Regions from separate parts of the Mus musculus genome. Here regions 2 and 3 are each linked to region 1. The links are chromatin contacts, called in public promoter capture Hi-C maps. All regions are on one chromosome and are shown on one strand. Each heading gives the region's core, a stretch centred on a gene start, on an enhancer-like site or on the middle of the called end of the contact. The rest is flanking DNA. Distances are from core to core; before and after follow the strand shown. Region 1 holds the start of Slc7a3 (solute carrier family 7 (cationic amino acid transporter, y+ system), member 3). Region 2 holds the start of Foxo4 (forkhead box O4). Region 3 holds the start of Med12 (mediator complex subunit 12).

What was found. Capture Hi-C pulls out chosen DNA fragments and counts their contacts.
Region 2: a promoter capture Hi-C map of adipose tissue shows a contact between it and region 1. The contact joins the promoter of Foxo4 here to the promoter of Slc7a3 in region 1. A contact is called at or near these places in 1 of 39 promoter capture datasets (embryonic stem cells), 2 of 484 Hi-C or Micro-C datasets (both in embryonic stem cells), 6 of 115 datasets of contacts at active chromatin or transcription factors (all in embryonic stem cells) and 3 of 9 other capture datasets (adipose tissue, liver and pancreatic islet).
Region 3: a promoter capture Hi-C map of pancreatic islet shows a contact between it and region 1. The contact joins the promoter of Med12 here to the promoter of Slc7a3 in region 1. A contact is called at or near these places in 4 of 39 promoter capture datasets (embryonic stem cells and stem cell-derived epiblast-like cells), 2 of 484 Hi-C or Micro-C datasets (both in embryonic stem cells), 5 of 115 datasets of contacts at active chromatin or transcription factors (all in embryonic stem cells) and 3 of 9 other capture datasets (adipose tissue, liver and pancreatic islet).

Annotation. Positions count from the first base shown.
Region 1 is chrX:101,084,131-101,087,927 of GRCm38.p6, reverse strand. Slc7a3 (solute carrier family 7 (cationic amino acid transporter, y+ system), member 3) reads left to right here and starts at 2,523. Exons shown (of 12, transcript NM_001301840.1): 1 at 2,523-2,656; 2 at 3,654-3,797. The coding sequence starts at 3,688.
Region 2 is chrX:101,251,816-101,255,864 of GRCm38.p6, reverse strand. Foxo4 (forkhead box O4) reads right to left here and starts at 1,337. Exons shown (of 3, transcript NM_018789.2): 1 at 592-1,337. The coding sequence starts at 1,044.
Region 3 is chrX:101,271,935-101,275,966 of GRCm38.p6, reverse strand. It overlaps Med12 (mediator complex subunit 12), which reads right to left and starts at 1,876. Exons shown (of 45, transcript NM_021521.2): 1 at 1,608-1,876; 2 at 967-1,071; 3 at 604-795; 4 at 316-475. The coding sequence starts at 1,706.

The DNA of each region.
Region 1 (3,797 bases), core at 1,274-3,773:
CAAGGCTCTGCTTCAGCCCTTGCAATTCTTTCTCCCAAATGCCTTACAAATGAAGCCTCCCTTAGTCATCCCAGTCTGTACTACTTGTCTGACTATCTATCAGTTTGCCAATGAATCTCATGACCTAAGCAGTCACTGAGTTTAAGCAGCTGAACTGTTGTTGTAGACACTAATATATATTACTTTGAATCTGGGTCAGATTTTCATTGACTATCCCACTGTGCCAGATAGGAAGACCTGACTTCATACTGCTACTTAAGCAGCCCACCAACCCTTTGAAACACACTTATTATATCTACAAATGATAGGTGATTTATGCAAGGCCACAGTGGCTGGCTGAGCTGGGAATTTGACCTAGTTGTAATTTCATATACTGCACCCTTGGAGGAACCTCCCTCTCCCCACTCTGACACACGTGCCAGCCCCAAAGGCTTACCGGAGAGCCCTGGCAAGCCCAGAGAGAGAAGATTCTCAGATCCGGTTCAGTGAGGCTGACTTCAGTCGAGTTGGGTTGGGTGTGCTTCAATGCCGCAGCTCAGGGTCCTTGCAAGCCAAGTGCCCCTTATATTCAGCGGGAGGAGAAGCCAGTAACGTCATAGGATCCCAGCCCCAAGCCCTCTCCCTACACATGACACACAACAAAATATACATACTGAAGAGTTGAAAATCACTAGCAACCTGTTAGGTTCATAAACACTTGGGTCATAAACACTTGGTCCTTGAGCCTCAGCCAATCCCGGAAGATACCTTACCTTTCCTGGATCAATCATAATGTTCCAACGACCCGTGTGGAATGTCTCAAAGCCCCAGGAGCGTTGCCTAAGGAGCCTCTAATTGTGCTGTGGAGGTTTTCTTTCTCAGATTAGACCATTAAAGACTAGGAGTAAATGTGTTTGCTCCCACCCCCACCTCTGAGGCATTGAATTCAGCACTCAACCACTAAGCCAGATCTCCATCGGTCCCAAGGATTTTACTCGTGTTTCTTTGGTAGACGTAGCTTTATAGCAGCTCTTTAACAAGTGCATTCTTTTCTTAAGTTTCTACAATCTTCTGCGGTTTCCTAGGAATTCCTAGCCTAAAAAGGACCTACTTCATGCATGAGCTTCACACTTCCTCTTTCTTGTGCATTTGAATGAAGTATAGTACCTATGGGAGGCCAGACCTTAAAACAACAGGCCAGGTTTTATCAGAATGAATGGTGACTCAATGCTAAGTCTGATGCTCCAAACTTCAGCTTAGTCATCAGCAAAATGGAATTAAAAGGGTGGGGCTGCAGCTCATTGGTATAATCTTGGCACTGGGGAGACCTACAGGATTGATCCCCATCACTATCAATTTTAAAAAGTTTCGCTCCTTCAATATTTAAATATTCATAATTTCATATTTAATATTAATAGGCAGGTGGAGAGATGCTACAAATACATTGTGGCCTAGGAATCTACTCGGGGTTAATGATCGGTGTACAGGTGGTTTGAAACTGTCTTCCATTTTCTTGCTGTCTGTATTAGAGAGTGAGAGCAGAGGCAGCAGTCGGGGCTGTTGATAGTCTTGCAAGGTCCTGAAGGATTTCATGCAGACAAACGTGCTCAGGGAGAAGACACAGTGAGATGGAGACTTGGTGCTATTTGCCCCTCCAGCCTTCACACAAACCCAATTCTCTTTATTCACTCCCCTCCCCAGTGCTGCGAATGTTTGCTGATTCTGACTAATCTTGCATAAAGGTAGAAAATACCCATGGGATCTGTGGTCAGGAAGCTTTTAATTGTCTTTTGACCACCAGAGAGGCAAATGGTTAAAGGCTATCCCTCTTTTCTCACTCCCGGCCATGCCCTGCTTGTTTTTTTTGGTTGGGAAGCAGTCTCAGGCCAAAAGCGACCAATGTTGCAAAGCCATGTGACTGGTGACTGACGGTGTGCGTGTGCGTGTGTGTGCGTGTGTGTGTGCCCGCGTGTACACAAGCGAGTGTGTTGGTATTGAAAGACCCCCGAAGGGAGACCCTCACTCAAGTCTCGGGAACGTCGCGCACCCAGTGGGACACAGAGACCGGACTTTGTGATCACACGAGGAATTTTTATTGAAAGCGAGACAGAACGAGAGCTCAGGCCAGCATGCTGGGGTCGAGACTCATACACCAAGCAAGGAGTAGAGGAGTTTCGACCCCGGCCTGAAATTTTACAGAGCTTATAAAGGCAAAAACCACAAACCAGGGGGAGGAAAAGGGGAAATTTTAAAACCATAAATTTTCTTAACAGCTAGGTGATGTGCTACCTTAGGCAACGCTCCTGGGGCTTTGAGACATTCCACACGGGTCGTTGGAACATTATGATTGATCCAGGAAAGGTAAGGTATCTTCCGGGATTGGCTGAGGCTCAAGGACCAAGTGTTTATGACCCAAGTGTTTATGAACCTAACAGGTTGCTAGTGATTTTCAACTCTTCAGTATGTATATTGTGTTGTGTGTCATGTGTAGGGAGAGGGCTTAGGGCTGGGATCCCATGACGTTACTGGCTCCTCCTCCCGGTGAATATAAGGGGCGCTTGGCTTGCAAGGACCCTGAGCTGCGGCATTGAAGCACACCCAACCCAACTCGACTGAAGTCAGCCTCACTGAACCGGATCTGAGAATCTTCTCTCTCTGGGCTTGCCAGGGCTCTCCGGTAAGCCTTTGGGGCTGGCACGTGTGTCAGAGTGGGGAGAGGGAGGCTCCTCTTTTACCTAGGCTTTTCAGGCAACCAGGGCTTGCAATTGCATCAGCGCAACTGTGACCTGTTGCTGGTAAGACCCTAGCCCAGGAGCCAGGGCTCCCTAGCTCCAGCGCATTTCCAGATTGTTTTTCTTCATGGAGCCATAAAAATCTAGATGCTGAGTCTAGGGCCACCGGGCGGGACCCCTAATCGGCCGAGAGGGAAGTGCTAGCGATCTCGGGCTGGTTTTGCCCCCCACCCCCCAGGCGCATCTCCCAATTTCAGAGACCGAAGCCCCGCCTCACTGCTGGTGCTCACTGGTCATCGTAGCCTAGCCGGAGGAGGTGGGGAACATTTGCTTTCTCCGAGGGCAAAGAAGGCTCAGGTGGATCGCCGGGGCTTGGTGAGAAGGGATAAGATTGAGGTCAGTCCCCTCTTCCAGGCGTAGCCACGTCTCTGAAGCTCTCTGGGCGCTCACTAAAAGGGATGTGGGTAATGGGTGTAAAAAAAAAAGGGTTCTTTCAGAGTTGCCCCGAGTTGAGTTCCGCTTGATTCACCAGGAGCCATAGGCCGGGGAAACAGAAATGTTAGGTTTCAAGGCTGCTGGGCTGGGCTCTAGGGTAAATCCCATAGGTTCTTGGGCAGGAAAAGAAGAAACCTAATGTCCTAGCACTTACTAAAGGCCAACCACTGTGCTATACAGAGCTTTCTCTAGCCTTTTCTGAAATGGGTCCTTCCACCTGCCTGGGAGACACTGTAATCCCCACTTGCATTATTATTGTAATTCCTACTTGCATATGAAGAAATGGTAATTAGAGGTGGAAGTGGCTTGCTTTCTCCTCTTCTGCCCAACCCCCTTTGTCCCTGTAACTCATTCACCTGGTGGAGGGAGTGGGTTTTGTAATTCACTTTTGGAGCTTGTGGGGGACAATGAGACCCATTGAAGGGCTTTTGTCTTGTTTTTCACCAGAACCTAGCTAGCATCCTCTTCAATTCCAACTAGAATGCTGTGGCAGGCACTTCGAAGATTTGGTCAAAAGCTGGTGCGGAGACGTGTGTTGGAGCTGGGTATGGGTGAGACCCGCCTTGCCAGATGCCTGAGCACCCTCGACTT
Region 2 (4,049 bases), core at 88-2,587, 170 kb before region 1:
GTCAGGAGAAGGTAAACTGAGGCAGATAGCAGCTTGCGGGCCTCTTTCCTTAGTGCACAAGGTCGCTACCTTTCCCCATGGATACCAACCACTTTGCCCCCCTTCACCGCCCACTCCCTCTTGGGCAGAGCAATCGTAGAACAGTTCTGTTCACTGAGGTATTGGGAGGCGAGCAGGGAATCCGAGTAATCCCGCAGGAATGGGCCAAAAGGTGTTGGGTGGGAGGGGAGGGAGGAGGGAAGGCTAGGTGCCGGTGGAGAATCCACACAGTTCCTGCTGTACATAGGATAAAGACTTCTCTGTGGGAATAAATGTTTGGAGCAGCTCAAGCCAAAGTGCTGAGTAGCGAGTAGAGAATTCGATTTTCCTCAGAGCAGGGACAGTGTCTTATTCATCTCCGATCCTCCTGCTTCAAGCTGCTCAGAGTGTGGTATATACTATGTACTAAGTAAATGCCTGTCTAACTGAAGATTAAAGGTGGATCTTTGGGCTTTCCAAAGGGGTGGAAAGGCGGTAATGGGGGGCCCCGGAGTGAGAGTAACTAGAGGGGTCCAAGGGTGGATGGCGTGAAGGTAAGGGAGTCATACTTACCTTCCATCCTGCCGAGCTGTTGCTGTCACCCTTGTCCTTGAAGTAGGGCACCGTGCGGACCATCCATTCGTAGATCTGGGCGAGTGTCAGCCGCTTCTCCGGGGCGCTTTCAATGGCCTGGCTGATGAGTTCTGCATATGACTGATTTCCCCAGGCATTCCGGCGGGAGCCTCCCTTCCGAGGACCTGTTACAGCCCCCAGGATTCCCGGCTGGGGGCCCCCTGCCGGCTCTGGGAGCCGAGAGGGCAACAGGATCGGTTCGGAGTGTCCCTCCGTGGGTACCTTCTGTCCCAGACTGGGCTCCACCTCGGACGGTTCGTGTGGCTCCGTAGCGAGGTCTGGTCGAGGAAGGGGCCAGGTGCAGGATCGCGGACGGCTCTGGGGTTCGAAGTCGGGATCGAGGTCTAGGATCGCGGCAGCCCCTGTGGCTGACTTCTTATTCTCTGGATCCATACGTGGGGTCGAACCTCTGCAGCTCAGCGATCAGTGGAGCCTGCCACAGTCCCTCACCATGCCTCCCCCAAGGGGGGAAACACATTCTTTCCAGTTCTCAGAAAGTCACGAACTTCTCCCTCGTCTCCGGACTCTAGCTCCTAAACTGTCCCTTTCACTCCGTTCTCCGATCCCCTCCGGAGTCCGGGCTGCAGCCTCAGAGTAGCGCTCTGAGGCACCACCTGTAACCTCCGCCTAGCGAAGGCACTTTCTGCACCCTCTCACTCAGCTTCCTGCTCTTTTAAACCTGAGGCACCGTATCCCCTCATACATTGCGCTCCCATCACCGAACGTCTCCTCAGCGAAGTTCCCTCCCCCTTTCAAGTTGCTGCCCCCCGGACACTCCTCCCAAATTTCCTCCACCCGGATCGCTGCCCTCCCCCACGCCCCGCTCCCGGGCGTCACTTGTCCCTCCCCTGGCTCTCCCTCCCCTCGCCTCTTCCCTCCAGGTCACTCTTGAGAGGGTCAAGGTTCTTGCGGCCCCAGCCTCCCCAACTCCAGAACTGAATCCCCTATCGGACCCCCCCACCCCCCGCCCCCCGGGTTTCCCTTTTGTTTTGCTCCAAGCAGCAGCCCCCGCCAGACGTCTCTGTTTACCACTCGCTGGGGCAGCCATCTGCGCACGCGCCTCAGGAGCCACTTGGGAAACTGAGTTCTCGAATCGTGCCACCCTGGTCGTTCTCGAAGACTACATCTCCCGTCCTACCTTGCGATCAGGAGTCCGATATCGGCCGCAGGAGAGCGGCGCGTGGCAGGATGTGGGGAGGTGGAACTTTAATGATTAGAGGTCGTCCCGGACTCTTTTTCTTTTCTTAAAAATATTTTTCCTCATTCCTTCCCTTTTCACCCACTTCCTCGAGTTTCGGGGTCGCCCAAAAGATCGTTTTGAAAGACGCTAGATTTTCCCATCCTTCACTAAGAAAGCAAAGTGAAAATGTATTGCCCTTATAAGAAGCAGAAAGAGTATCAACAAGTAGGGATCTGATTAGAAAATAAGACACACTCACTTGGGGAGTTGAGAGGGAAGCTTGTGTAACAACAAACAGTGTTCATTGGTTATGGTGCACTCTCTCCATTTTCTATGTACATTTCACAGACAGTCTTGCTAGTTTCCTCTGTCAGCTATGCAGGCCTCTGAAATACTGATCTTCTCCTTGTTCTGATCTTCAATGGCTTCTCATTCAACATGTCTCCAACTGAACTTTTTTTTTTTTTAATCTCTTTCTGCACCTATACCTCCACCCTCTAGCTACCTTTAACCTCTGTTATTTTGTCTTTTTTCTGGAGCTGAGGACCGACTCCAGGGCCTTAGCCCTTGTTAGGCAAGTGCTATACCACTGAGCTAAATCCCCGATCCCTACTCTTAAGCTCTGAATTTGGTTAGAGGCTGTTCTGGGTCTACCTAACCTTCTCAGCCACACTGATGGTCACCTTTCCACTTCTGTAACTTGCTACTTCCAAATTCTAAATGGAGACATTATGACTGGGTTTAAGTTCTTCAACAGTGCACCGGCTTCTAATCCTTCTAATCCTTTCAAATAAAGCCATTTCCTAGTGGGCCTATGGGGGGCATTCTTATTCAAACCAGCATATCAAAATTAGCTCACTTACAGCTCACTTAACCATGCAAGGTATGGTTAACCACTATTATATCTGTTTTATAGATGAAAATACAGATGATCTCAGAGATCAAGTGATTTACACAAGGAAACAGGTGGGCCTAAAAATCCAAAGTACTGTAATGTTCAAACTCTAGGAAAGCTCTTCAGGTTCAAGTTACACTTTTCCTGCCCCATCTTTCAACTAAGCACACTAAGTTTGAACCAGCTGTAGTTTCCCCCTATTTTCTAGAAATGCTTCCACCTTATAATAACTTTCCCTTTGCATCCTCTTTCTGTCTTTTTATTGTTGTTGTTTAGTTGTTTAACAGAAATCTTCTTCCCCCCAATCCCTGTCTAGTTTTGCTAGACAGAGTTTCTGTGTATAGCCTCAGCTGTTCTGAAACTCACTATGTAGATCAGGTTGGCCTCCATCTTCTAGAGAGCTACCTGCCTCTGCCTTCCGAATGCTGAAATTAAAGGCCTGTGCCACCACCATCCGTTCTTTTGATTTTTAATTTTTAATTATGTGGACATATGTGGACGTGAGTGCATGACTGTAAGTACCTGAGAAGGAAGGCCAGAGGCCATGATCCCCTGGAGCAGGAGTTACAGGCAAATAGTGAGCTACGTGCTTAGGTGCTGGAAATGTAACTGAGGTCCTCTGTAAGAGCAATATGTGCTCTTAACTGCTGAGCCATCTCTCCAGCCATGCATACTTTTTGGATGTGTGTGTCTGTGTGTGTGATAGGGTCTCACGTAGGCCAGGCTGGCCTCAAATTCATTGTGCAACACAGGATGACCTTGATAGTCTCGTCTTCCTGCCTCTAACTCATTGCTCTTATCATTTATTCCCTCAGGTCTCCATTTCGGGGAAAAATCCCATCCATTACCCCATGTTTTCCTCAGGTCCAGCACGTCGTCCCCGTTGTGCATTTTAAATCACCTCTGGCAAGCTCATGTCATAGAGCTGCAAGTCATATTTGTTTGGTCGTCTGTCCCTTACAATAAGCTATGAGCCCCTGGGGGCAGAAATAAGTTTCAGGTATCTGTGACCTCAGCTCTGGGTCACAGTATATGTTGGTCAAAGGAGTGAATAAATGGGATCAAGAATTGCCTATTAAACTTAGACATTTAACAAATTTTAGATAAATACATATTTCTTTGCCTGGTCATATTGCAATTTTTCTGCTACCTAGTAAGGTTCTAGAGTGACTGTCATTTAAGTTGTTTACCATTTGAATTGTTAATGGGTATATTTTCCTCCCCTTTCCCCTCTCCATCTTCATACACTGGGCCTTCAAAGTGATGTTAGTCTGCTCATGGTATGAGAAACCCTGTTGATTTTCCATATTCTTAAAAAAGTAT
Region 3 (4,032 bases), core at 627-3,126, 190 kb before region 1:
CTTAAAGCAATCATTACATCCACTGAAGTCTCAAAGAACCTTCTGTCTACTCTTTTGATGTTTACCACTTTCTATATTTAATTATGCTACATATGCCTTAGCATCTCCACTAAGATCTAAAGAGCAGAAATTATATGCTGGTCATCTTTACAGCCCAGTACCTGAACACAGCAGATACTCAAATTACTCCATGCTTACCAATTTCGTGCACATAAGATTCATGCAGAAGCAAGGAATAGACTAGGAAGATTTATTCTAAGGCTCCATCACTCCTTGAAGCCATCAGTGGTATACCAGGTGTACAGAGTTACTTACCAGTGAAGGGGTCAGCAGTATTTTTCTTCTTAACCTTAGTCTCAGACATTGCTGCATAGTAGGCACAAGTCATCTTAATGAGCCAGGCAGCCCGCATCACAGGCACCGTGTATTTGGCCAAATACCCAAATACTTCTTCCTTTTTACTGAAAATGGGGACCTGGATGGGCATCACAAACAGCAATGTCTCTAATTACTCCAGGGAGCTGACACCACATAGCTACATCTTAGAATATAGGTAGACACATTCCCCACCTTGACCTTAAGAACAGGAAAAGAGTACTTCACCTTTTTGGCTAGGTGTGTGAGTGGTTTGGTGCCAGCCAGGTCAGTGAACCAGGTGTTAATAGCACTCTGAGATCTTGCAGTCACCAGCCAGAAGTTGTCCTTCTGGTTCATTAGGGACTTCCTGCGACCAGTGTCAGAGAGAGTATTACACCTTAACTTCTCTGCGATGATGCTGCTGAAGTTGGAACTGATCTAAAGGGGGAAAAGTAGACCTCAGGGTAGGAAGACTGTGAAAATGCCAATGTGCTAGCACTGAGTTATAAACTCTGCCACCTAGGTTGTCCCTTTCAGTTTGCCCAACCCGGAGCTTTTGCTCCTCAGATTCTTCCAGCCTTTTCCTTCAGCCTGGCAGGGTTGTCTCACCTTGGCAGGATTGAAGTTGACGTTCTTGGCACTGCCATGTTCGTCCCCAGAGACAGCAGGCTGGTTATTGAAACCTTGTTTTACATTCAAAGCCGTCAGTTCATCCTGAGGCAGAAAAACAGCATTTTTAGCTCACCCTCATTCACCTTATAGAAGAGGTTGTAAGAGAGGGCAGAGGAAAAGGTAACAAGGGAGCCAGGGAGGAGGAGGAGGAGGAGGAGGAGGAGGATTCTGACTAGAAGAGGTTGTTATTTAAAGCCCAGCCCTTATGTTCATTTGGACCCCACCCTCACCCCCACAGTCAATGAGACTCCCACATCCCCCAGAGCGACCTCAACATCACTCTTCCCTTACCGGCACCTCACCAAGCTGGCCCTAACAACTTTCTGAGGTTTGTGTGTGAGCGCCCGAGTGAGTGTGGAGGGGGGCACCTCTGGCATGGCTCCTGAACCCACGAGCTCCTCAACCGGAACTGCTGGCAGACCCTACTCTCCAGCAGGGCACCAGTCCACTCTACTCTTCCCCCTGTTGGGACTTTTTCTCTCACCTAACCTCATCCCCCCTTGCCCTCAACTGTCAGTGTCTCTTCCCTCACGAAACACCTGCCCGGACCCCGCGGGAACCGGGAATTGTGAACGCACCTCCTTCTGTTTGGGATCTTGAGGGTACACATCGGGAGGCCCCAGCCGCAGCCGCTTCAGGGGTCGGTGTTCATAGCTCAAGATCCCGAAAGCCGCCATCTTGCCCAGCCCGTACCGCCTGAGGCGCCTGCAGGGCCAGGCGAGGTGGGGAGGGAAGGGGCGGAGGGCCGAGGACGGGAGGGAGCACGGGGACAGCGAGCCGGGCGGCGGTAGAGAGGACCGAGGCCGAGAGAAGGGGGGTGGCGGAGGCGGGGCACGTTAGAAACTCTCGATTACTGCCGGAAACTGCCGAGGGACGCTGGGTACCGTCGGACAATACTGACTGCAGAGTGGGTGGGGCCTCGCCGGCGCGGGGCGGAGCCCCACAGCCCGGGAGCTTTGGGCCCTAGGAGGGAAAGTCAATTTCACACACTAGAAATCCACCGGCGTGGCCGGGGCTGGAGGCGCAGACCTGGAATAGGGAAGGCAGCCGCGGCGCTGAGCTCTCTCGCTGGAACTGGCTTCCCGTGGCCTCGCTCAGTTCTTGGCCTAAAATAAGTGCTCGGGAATTTTTAGTTTAGTTAATAACTGCGTCTTTTACTGATCACTTCGTTTCTTGGTTCTCACATCTGGATAATGGGCATGCTAAACTTCCTTCAAAGGACAGTTGTAAAGATTAGAAACTACTATTGTTTTAAGAAAGCACCTCTGATCTGATACAAAAGATCCGGTCTAGCCAGGCGCAGGCCTTTAACCCCTGCAGAGGCAGAGACAGACGGATCTCTGTGAAGTGCTTGCCTTACACAAAAAGAAAGCAACTGTAAAACTGAAGTGCTTATAATCTCTCCAGGTGGTTACAGGCCCTCTGCACCACAACCCCCTAACCCTTTGTTGTTGTTGTTAACCCTTAACCTGGCGGTGCACACCTTTAGTCCCAGCAGAAGAAAGCAGATCTCTGTGAATTCAAGGCCAGCCTGGTTTACACAATGACTTCCAGAACAGCCAAGTCCATGTATGAACTGTGTAACCCTGTCTCAACAACAACAACAACAAAACCAAAGAAACAAACAAAAAGTAGCCAGATTGATGGCAAACACCTTTAGTCCTAGCAACTAGAGAGGCAGGAGCAGGAGTATCTGAGTTCAAGGCCAGCCTGGTCTACACACTGAGCTCCAGAACAGCCAGAATTACATAGCGCCCTTGTCTCAAAAGAAAAAAAACCACAGGGTTTGGGGATTTACCTCAATGGTAGAGCACTTGCCTAGCAAATACAAGACCCTGGGTACCCGTCCTCAGCTCTGGAAGGAAAAAAACAAACCAAAAAAAAAAAAAAATGCCAACGTGTCATCAGAGTCAGATGTGGTGGGGCAAGCAGGTCATCCAGAGCAACAGTGACTGACACATACCCTGTCTCAAAAAGAAATCCATTGACACTTACATTATGTGTGTCACACACCTGTAATTCCCACAGCTCGGGAGATTGGCAAAAGGATAACAAGTTACTTCCAGCCCAAATTACATAGACACACACACACACATACACACACCTCTTTTCTGAGACAAGGTCATCTCATCATGTAATCGCAGGTGGCCTAAAACTTTCCATATAGCCCACGCTGGCCTAGAACTCACAGAAAGCTCAGTGAGCCATCTGCCTCCTAAAGCTTCCAGGCCGGATCAAAAGGAAAAGGGAGGAGGAGCAGGAGGAGGAAGAAACAGGAATCTTCACAGAATAGTAGTTATACAAATTGTCAGATATTTTCTATCATGAAGCTTTGTATATCTGAACTCCAACTTATGAACCTTCACAATAGGGCCAGGCAGAAGGCAGAAGATGCTTGCTTGCCATTGTACCTGATTACCAGGATAGAATCTTCCGGTTTCACATGATGAAAGCAGAGAACTGACTTTTGCAAACTCTCCTCTGAGCACCGTGTACATGCATGGAACAAACAAACAAATAAATAAAATGTACAAACGACTCTTTCTCAGACTTAGTGGCAAAGGGCACTAACCCGGCACTCCTGTGACAGAAGTCGGCAGTCTCTTTGACTTCCAGAACAGCCAGGACTACACAGTGAGATCTTGTCTCAATAAATAAATAATCTAAAAAAAAGAGGAGCTGCAGAGATGGCTCAGGGATTAGGAGCACTGCCTGTTCTTCCAGAGGACCAAGGGTCATTTCCAAGCACTCACATAATGGCTAACAATAGTATGTAAGTCCCCTGCCTGAGGTTCTGATGCCTTCTTCTGAGTTCCTCTGGCACAGGGCATGACATGTACTGTGTAGATTTACATGGAGGCAAAATGCTCAAACAAATAAAATAAAAATTAGCTGGGTGATGGTCGCACACACGTTTAGTCGCATCATCCAGGAGACGGAAGCAATCAGATCTCTGTGAGTTCAAGGCCAGCCTGGTCTACAGAATGAATTTCAGGACAGCCA